3 separate regions of the Mus musculus genome follow, and all the other regions are linked to region 3. A link is a contact called in public HiChIP or PLAC-seq and promoter capture Hi-C data. All regions are on one chromosome and are shown on one strand. The core of a region is the stretch at or near the end of the contact, and the rest is flanking DNA. Distances in the headings are between cores, read along the strand shown. Region 1 holds the start of Klhl25 (kelch-like 25). Region 2 overlaps Akap13 (A kinase (PRKA) anchor protein 13). Region 3 overlaps Akap13 (A kinase (PRKA) anchor protein 13).

Region 1 (2,700 bases), core at 171-2,670, 150 kb after region 3:
TGGGGTTAAAGGAGTAAGCCCCCACCGCCCAGGTCTAGTAACTCTTTTAATTAATTAATTAAATGTATGTGAGTACACTGTAGCTGTACAGATGGTTGTGAACCTTCATGTGGTTGTTGGGAATTGAATTTTTAGAGTCTCTGCTCGCTCCGGCCCAAAGATTTATTATTATACATAAGTACACTGTAGCTGACTTCAGACGCACCAGAAGAGGGCGTTCTCATTACAGGTGGTTGTGAGCGCCACTCCCCAGCTCATCTAGTAACTCTTAAATGAACTAATGGATGCGTTGGGCAAGTGTGATGTCTACTCTTGATCCTCAACTTGATTATATCTGGAGTAGCTAAAACCCAAGCAGCTGGGCTCACCTGTGAGGGATTTTTTCCTGGTTGGATCATTTGAGATAGGAAGACCCTTTTTTTTTTTTTTTTGAGCCAATTTCATTCTTTTTTTTTTTTCCATTTTTTATTAGGTATTTAGCTCATTTACATTTCCAATGCTATACCAAAAGTCCCCCATATCCACCCACCCCCGAAGACCCACCCTAAATCTGGGCACCTTCTAGCGGCAGCCTGGAAAAAGGACCTGGAAGAAGCAAGCTTTTGCTCTTTGTCTGCCCTTAAGTTTCACAGGTAGGGTCATTCTTTCATTGTATTATAGCCAACTTCTTCTGAATTCCAAGGTATACTGAAGACCAGCTGAAGCATCCAGCCTCGTGGACTGACAGTTGGACTCTCAGACGTTATATCCGGAGACAGCCATTGTTGGGCTACCCCGGCCACAGCCTGAAAGTTACTCTAATAAATTCCATATGTGTGTTGTATGTATGTATGTATGTATGTATGTATGTATAGATATAGATTTACTCTATCAGTTTTGTACCGCTGAGAGTTCTAATAGTGAAGGATATTTGAAGGGTTAAAAAAAAGTTTAGGAAGAAATTTCCACCGGCTTGACAGAACAGCTGAAGCTTAAAGTCCTCTCCCTTGAAATCTGGGAATTCCCAGTATAGACAGGGATTCGTGTCTGTAGAAATTCCCTCGCATCGAAACTAGCCGGGAGGGAAAAAGGATTTCCTTAACATAGGAGCGATTAGATTGCTGGTCTTTAAAAAGATCAACAACGGCTGTGATTCGGTAACAGAAAGAAGAATGCGTGTGATCGACAAAGACCTTCCTTAAGAGAAGCTCTAGAACAGGTCGTGTTGCTTTCTCCCAACTCTGGCCACCAGAACAGAAAGGCAATGGCCTGTCCCTTTAAGAATCTGGTGGCAGTCGCTTTCCTCTCCCCGCCCCGCCTTCCGCGGCACCGATGGCCTGGACGACCGTCCCTTTCTTCTCACGCGACTGTATTACGGGTCAGTCGACCCATCCGTCACAGAGGCGCGGTTTATGATTGGTTGCTGCGCTTCGGGCCGCGAGGCGGGGCGGGAAGGCCGGAGAAACTAGTTTGTTGGCAGCGCCCGTGCGGTTCGGCTACGGGATCGCGGCCGGGACTGGTGAGCCGGCCGGGGGCGGCGGCAGCGGCGGGGACTGCAGAGCCTGTGGGGCCGCACGGTGAGGATCAGGTCGGAACTTGTCACCGGGACAGCGAGCGATCCTGCTCGAGGATCGCCGGGCAGGGCGTAGGACCGCAGGCCCAGTTCACTGGGTCGGGGAAGTGGGTGCTGACCTGGGAGCGCCCCTCGATCGAGCTTGGGGACCCCGTACTGTTATGTTCAGAGCTCCCGCCAAGGGAATGAATTGTTTTCCAAACGGATGTTACGCGCAGGAGCGGCTACCCTCTCCCGGGAGTGTTTGATTCATTGAGTCCGCTGATTCTCTTTTTTAAAAAAATTACTATTGATCCTAGAAAGAGGAAACTGCTTGTCTTCGAGGATGCGAACCGTGCAGCTTTGTGCACACACCTAGCCAAGGTCCCCGCGACTTGCTTGTACCTAGCCAGGGCCGAGGGGTTAAACCAGGGAAGAGTAGACAGCAGGGCCTGGCCGTGTGGCCCGCAGCATAGGGTCCTTCCTGTCTGGAAAGTTGTCTATCAAGGGAGAGTGGTGACACTCCCGGAGCCATACGCCCCTACCTACCCAGGTGGTGGCCGATCTGGCAGGGCCGTAGCAAGTAGTCCACCCCCCCCTCCCCCCGCCATCCCATTCCCCTCCTCCCATGCGTTGCCCTGGCGCGAGAATTCCGCTGTGGTCTGCAAATCCCCACTGGACTAGTCTCCTTCATAGCTGTATTAGAAGCTTTTTCCTACTCGGGAATTGTGCCTACTGGGGCACCAGACACTTGGGTGCAAGTGCCTCAAGGACCTCAAAGTGGATTCTCACAGTCTTACTTTTTTTTCTTTTTTTCCTCTCCCGGTTTTAGTCTTGTTATAAACGTCAGGCCAGCCTTGAGCATGAAATCTCTGGTCCCAGTCTCCTGAGAGCTGGGTTTATAAGCAAGTGCCACCTTACCAATCTGGGAGACTTTCTAGAGACTCGAGCACAGGAAGTTGGGGGGAGGGGCGGACTCTCGGGGGCTTTGTAGTTCATCTGTACTTTGGGGAGACCAGAGGCCAAGTTGCTTTGGCCAAGGTTCATTGGGCACTAGTTCTCCCTCCATGCTCAGGGCAGGACAAGGTATGCCAGATGTCTGGGCTCTTCACCCCTGGAGTAAGACGGGGAGGGAGGGGCACTTGGCACCTGACCCTCTAGTTTGCTGA
Region 2 (2,854 bases), core at 178-2,677, 170 kb before region 3:
TTTAGTCTCAGCACTCAGACGCAGAAGCAGGTGGATCTCTGTGAATTTGAGGTTACCCTGCTCTACAGAGCGAGTTTCAGGACAGCCAGAGACCCTATCTCAAAAAGCTAACCAAATAAACAAAACACCCAAATAGGAAATTGCTGAAAGTATTGGAATTCTCATTTCAGTAGCATTTTCAGTTCATTAGGACACTCACAGATATTTTACGTTAAGTCTTATTAGTAAACACAGGTCCTTCTGACTTTGAGATTATTTTGTAAGTTGACATCTCTCCTGATTTTCAGTGTCATTGTTCCCCAAATATTGTGGAATCATCTTTGAGTAGAATATTTAGCCACAAGAGATGTTTTTCTTAGTTTAAAGGCTAATGTTATTTGCTTTTAGCTTGTTTGTGACTTCTTTAGCCTTCTATTCTACTTGTGTAATTCAGTTGATGGTGCTTTTGTTATGTGTCCAAGCTGGTAGGCCCCCATGGCTCTGTTATGCCAGGCCCAGCAAGATAAGCCACAAATAGGACTTGGGATGTGTCCTGGTAAGGGCTGTTTAGGCAGTCCAGGTGGCTGATAACTTGGCCCATTAGGCTGCTTATTTTTGAGATAGAAGGGAGGGGAGAGTGGAGGAAGTATAAAGGCATGGCTTTGGCAGTCTCTTAACTGGATATCTATTTTAACCCCTGTAGAAATCAATTTACATGTTTCACAGCTGAGTATGAATTTTCTAAATTTAAAGTGTGTTCTTACTACCATAGGGATAAATGTCAGCACTTAACTGAATTTGTGGGATTTCTCTCCCTTTTCTGGATGCCTAGGTCACTTAACAGTTTCCTTTCCTTTGGATGACAGGATACAGCTGTTCTCACTTGTAGAATGGCCTTCTCCATTGTGGGAGTTTCCTTCTCCATTGGGATATTTGCAAAGCAACAAAAACATTATTTGTAGGAAATCATAGGCTTTGTAAATATCAAAAGATAACTGAAGTGGTGAACTTGTGTATTCCTGTCCCCAGAGGTTGTTGCATCTGTCATGTGAAAGCCTAATACAGGGTGAGATAGCACCCAGCCTTCCCTTTTGCTCCAATAGTGTCTGCTTAGAAGAGCCTTCCATTCTATTTCTGTCTTGTCTCTGGAAGAGCCATGACAGGCACAGAAATTCAGATTCATTTGTTTTTGAAGTTAATCCCAGATTTTTCTTTCTTTTTTAAAAAGACTTTTACTCTTTGACAGTTTTATCCATGTATATATCTTGATCATACTTATCCCCCATTTCTTCCTAGAAGTCATTAAACACCTCTACTTTATACCTTCATGCCTCTTTCTCCTTTTCTTTTCTTTTTTTGTTTTAACCACATAGTCTAATTAGCACTGCCCGCTGGAATAGTGGCTAATGTTCTTGACTTAACTTCATGCATGTGACCGTAGCTGCGTTGCAGATTCATGAGTGCAGTGGCCAGGTCATGGCCATGTCAGCTTTCAATGGCATTCCTCCCTAGCCTCTGTCTGTTACATAATGTAATAAGAAATCATTTCTGTCCCTGCTTCAAGGAAATTTCCTGAGCTCTAATGGTAGAAAGGGTTATATGTGATCACTCAGCAGTCACTTATTGTAAACAATATGACCAGTTATGAACATACAAGGTTCAGTACTGGATAAGATTGATGTCTTTCCCCTGGCAGCTGCCTGCACAGCATCATCTAGCACTATGAAAACTAACCATGAAGGAATGAAGTTTTTAAGTCAGTTTTAGATTTCTTTCTGTCTGTTTTGCAACCAAAGTGTGTTGTGGTTTTGGCAATAGGATTTTATGATTTAGTTCTGGAGGACGGCCAAAAGCAATGGCAGTAACCTATACTGCCCTCTCTGATCAGTAACTTGTAGGACTGTATCCCAGCTGGCACTGAGACTTTTGTTTAATAACTCATTTCTCCTGGAAGCAGCATTGTCTACTCACACAGGGTATTTAGAGTCAAACCCTTTTGAAAATATTTTTAGAAACTAACTTACAGAATATTATGTCTCTATGAGCACTTTTCATAGCCCTTGGCTTTGGTCTGCTCCTCTCCCACTCCTCCTCTCCCCTGTACCTCCACCTCCACTTTTAACCCCAGTCTTCCCACTCCTATATCTTGTATCACTTGTGCACTACCATCTCCTTACCTCTTCAGACCTCTTCCTGCTCAGTCTCATGGACCCTTTGTCAAGTTTTCTTATTTGCTTGTTTGTGGTGGTGGTGTTAATAGCATTTATTTAGGTGCTCAGCATTGCGGGATGATATGGCACATGTGTGGTATTGGTGAGAAGGGCACTACAGAGCGAATACCTTTATAATGTATAGCATATTTAATAGATTACTGTTTCTGTTTACTCAACAGCATCTTGGGCATTACCCTGTACTTATGATTGTGGATTAATTAGCATTAGATGTTAGAATGTAGGAATTGATTATAATGTAAGAGTCGCCATGAAATGCTTGTCACATCATTTATACCAGGTGTGAGGAACAAGAACTTAACTTATTGAGTATTTCCTTATTGCCCACCACAGAGTTAAAAATTTTACACACCTTTGTTATTTGTCTCTATTTTACAAATAGAAAGGTAAAATATGGTAGAGCCTTCCCCACAACATGAGAGTCTCAAGCATAAACACTGCATTCTACAAACCAGGCCATGGCAGTTATTAAGTATATGTAGTTTACACCGACTGTGTATAAGCCACTTCATGGGGATAAATACTCTAGAAAAAGTAAGGTGGGTCACATGCATCCCCAAAATGGAGCATATAGTGTTGTCCTTCGGAGATGTCTTTTGAGTCTTGACTTGTCACTCTTAGTGTTGTGCCCCAGAAATACTTAA
Region 3 (2,918 bases), core at 78-2,577:
TAGTAAAGTGCCCCATGGCAGAGCACCTACTGGAGGGGAAGCAGAGAGAGGGGCTGGGGCTTCATAACCCCCTTCAAGGGCACACACCCCATAAGTTCTCTCCAGGAGGCTCCCCGCCAAGTGTAGGGAGCAAGCACAAGGACCTTTGAGAGTGAGTGCATTTACTATCCTAGCTGTGATGCCAGGTTTTGTAAATAAAGTATCTTTTACCACAAAACTCTTACACCAAATCTGCTTTTTCACCATTTTTCCTACCAAGTATAGGATGAAAATACAGTCTACTAAATCATTTCTAGCCTAATTGTGTGTTTTATTGGATCCATTCTAGTTTGAGAAAAAAATATATATATATGAATGAATATGAAGCCAGGAGGAGGGGATGCATACTGTATTCCACATACTGGCAGTAGCAGAACCTGCATGTTTCCTTTGGCTTCCTTCGTCTATAGTTGCTATCAACACAAGAAAATTCCCTTGGGAAAACCGAACCATGTATTATTGAATGGCTTCTTTGCTTAGTGGCCTGTAATTCTCAGTTAACCTTGAAAATGTCATGGTTAGGTTTGGATGAATTCAAAATGTTTCTGTTATTTTTTTTTTATTTTGCTTTTAAACTGGAACCTTATCCAAACATACACACACATAATTATAAGGCCAACAAGTCAGTAGAGACTACCTCTGACCACCTCTCCCAATGAATGGTAGATTCAACAGTGAGATTGCTGAGGGGGCAGGTAATACAGACAGAAAAAAAAGATAATGTGGAATCAGACTTAGAAACTGGAACGTCATCTTTAAAACAGAATCTCACCCAACTTCCGTACTCTATAGACTGTGTTTCAAGTAGCAAGTCTAGATAATGGTCTGGCAGAGCTACGTGAGGTCTGGCTTCCCACACATGTTGCCTGTCATCGTGTGCTTATTTTTCAGCAAAATCCACTACTAAGTAGTTCTTTTTCATTTGTCTTTAATATTTTTTCACTTCAAATGACTACCATTAGGTAAGAGGCAGGTGATGAGATGGGACAGGAAAATAGGCTACCTGTGTTCGAGTCAGGTCTGTCATCACCGTTAAAGAACCAGTTGACTTCTTGCCTCCATTCCTCTCTGTCGACAAAATGACAACACTCTTTTGCAATTGACATGGTTCCTCTTTCTGACTTGGCTTCAAGATTTGATCTTTGGGGGCTAAACTGTCTCCAGCAATAGAAACTCCAAAAATTGCAAATTCATAACTCTGCAGATTGCAGTACGGTTCCCTTTACTGTGTGTTTTCAAGTACCCCTGTGGCCAGGCATGTTAACCTGCCGTCTTTCCTGTGAGTGGAGGTTAGCTTACTGTTAAATAAGACTGTTATACAGCTGCTACAGAACACTGTGACCTTGTCAGTATAAGCAGAGGTAATGAGAGAGAATTAGTTGTGTGTCCACCCAATTATACAGATAAGTGAGTATCAGTCAACTCTTTTTCCTAACTATTGAATGATGTTTCCTATATTGTTTAAAAAAAAAAGTGATACCATAGATATTAACACTATTTTTTCTATAAAAATAATGAACTTTCACTTCTCTTACCCTGTTTAGGAGTTGGTTGTTTTCTCTTTTTCTTCAGTGCTGGAGATTGTAGGGCCTTGCACATATTGGGCCAGTAATGTAACCACTCAAGTGCTAAGATTATTAATTTTTAAATATGTGTTAATGAGACCATATAGTTATTCAGCTGCTAACCAATACATATGAGTTGTATCTGAATATAGTTAGGAAAGTCTCTCTGAGTAAACATAGTGTGTGTGTCTATGAGAAGACAATTATAAACTTGAGTTTGTTATCCCACATGTTAAGCTGTGACTGCCAACACTCTTTGGACTCTCTGAGTAGCCAAAGTTAGCTATTAGGCAGCAAATGTTTCACACTCCTAGACAATATGTGTTGCCCAATAGTGCCAAGTTTTTCTGTGTATAGTTTTTATTATATAAGGAATTTAGTTATCAGTCCTGCATACATAACCTTTGAGTCAGCTGTAACATGCAGACGTTGCAGATGTATAGACGGAATGCTTTTCAGAAGCTTAGGAGCCCTAAACAGGAAGCGTAAGAGGAAGATGGGCAGTTTCTCTTTTGTCGTATTGTCTTTGAGCAGTAGTTCTGTTTCCTGCTGAGTAAATTGTGTGTATTATACATGTATTAAGGTCCTTGGATACATACACACTGTTGCCTTCACGAAGAGAGTGGTCTTCACGCCACTGATTGTCTTTTTCTATTAAGCTCTCGTTTTTACAAGGACAGCTTCAAGACACAAGACACATTTTAAACCAGTTCCTAGTATGACTCAAAAGTTCTCTGACTAAAAAGGACTTTCTCGCCAGCTGATACCTTAGTTAACGTTATAGTGAGCCATTCAGACCCAATTCCGAGTTTCTGTGCCTTGTATATGAAAGAATTTCCCAAGATGCCTAATCACATTTGGTTTTCATGCTCACAGAATACCCTACCTTCTAAAAGGATAGGATTAAGAAAGTGAAAACCAAGTTTCTTGCATAGCACCCTAGTATTATTGTGCCCAGTCTCATCATTTTTAAATGTCATTGGATTCTTATTCCACAGTACAGTTAAAGCATGTTAGCAATAGTTAAATATAGACATATTAAATTTAAGAATAATAACCAATTACCATTTTACCATTGTCAACTTTTCTAAAATATCTTCTTATAAAACATTGCTAGCTGGCCGTGGTGGTGGCACACCTTTAATCCCAGCACTCAGGAGGCAGAGGCAGGCGGATTTCTGAGTTCGAGGCCAGCCTGGTCTACAAAGTGAGTTCCAGGACAGCCAGAGCTATACAGAGAAACCCTGTCTCAAAAAACCAAACAAACAAACAAAAAAACCAACATTGCTTTTTTATGCAGTTAGGAATATGTTT

Evidence for each region. HiChIP or PLAC-seq counts read pairs in DNA pulled down with a chosen protein or histone mark. Capture Hi-C pulls out chosen DNA fragments and counts their contacts.
Region 1: a contact with region 3 is called in an H3K27ac HiChIP or PLAC-seq map of microglia, with 5 times the contacts expected there. The contact joins the promoter of Klhl25 here to the enhancer-like site in region 3. A contact is called at or near these places in 4 of 115 datasets of contacts at active chromatin or transcription factors (the 230-238 cell line, bone marrow-derived macrophages and microglia) and 3 of 9 other capture datasets (adipose tissue, liver and pancreatic islet).
Region 2: a contact with region 3 is called in a promoter capture Hi-C map of adipose tissue. The contact joins two enhancer-like sites. A contact is called at or near these places in 2 of 15 datasets of contacts at CTCF or cohesin (the NIH/3T3 cell line and large pre-B cells) and 3 of 9 other capture datasets (adipose tissue, liver and pancreatic islet).

Annotation. Positions count from the first base shown.
Region 1 is chr7:75,846,918-75,849,617 of GRCm38.p6, forward strand. It overlaps Klhl25 (kelch-like 25), which reads left to right and starts at 1,421. Exons shown (of 3, transcript NM_001122780.1): 1 at 1,421-1,556. Gm51489 (a long non-coding RNA gene) reads left to right here. Exons shown (of 3, transcript XR_003946804.1): 3 at 683-795.
Region 2 is chr7:75,524,459-75,527,312 of GRCm38.p6, forward strand. All of the region lies in intron 1 of Akap13 (A kinase (PRKA) anchor protein 13), which reads left to right. Among named protein-coding and RNA genes, the nearest start is that of Akap13, 70 kb to the left of the region's middle. Within about 2 kb of position 1,428, at least 38 of the 459 cell types and tissues checked have an H3K27ac peak or open chromatin away from gene starts, as enhancers often do. A contact at or near this core is called in adipose tissue, where this site is marked.
Region 3 is chr7:75,698,819-75,701,736 of GRCm38.p6, forward strand. All of the region lies in intron 16 of Akap13 (A kinase (PRKA) anchor protein 13), which reads left to right. Among named protein-coding and RNA genes, the nearest start is that of AU020206, 82 kb to the right of the region's middle. Within about 2 kb of position 1,328, at least 119 of the 459 cell types and tissues checked have an H3K27ac peak or open chromatin away from gene starts, as enhancers often do. A contact at or near this core is called in the 230-238 cell line, adipose tissue, bone marrow-derived macrophages and 1 more, where this site is marked.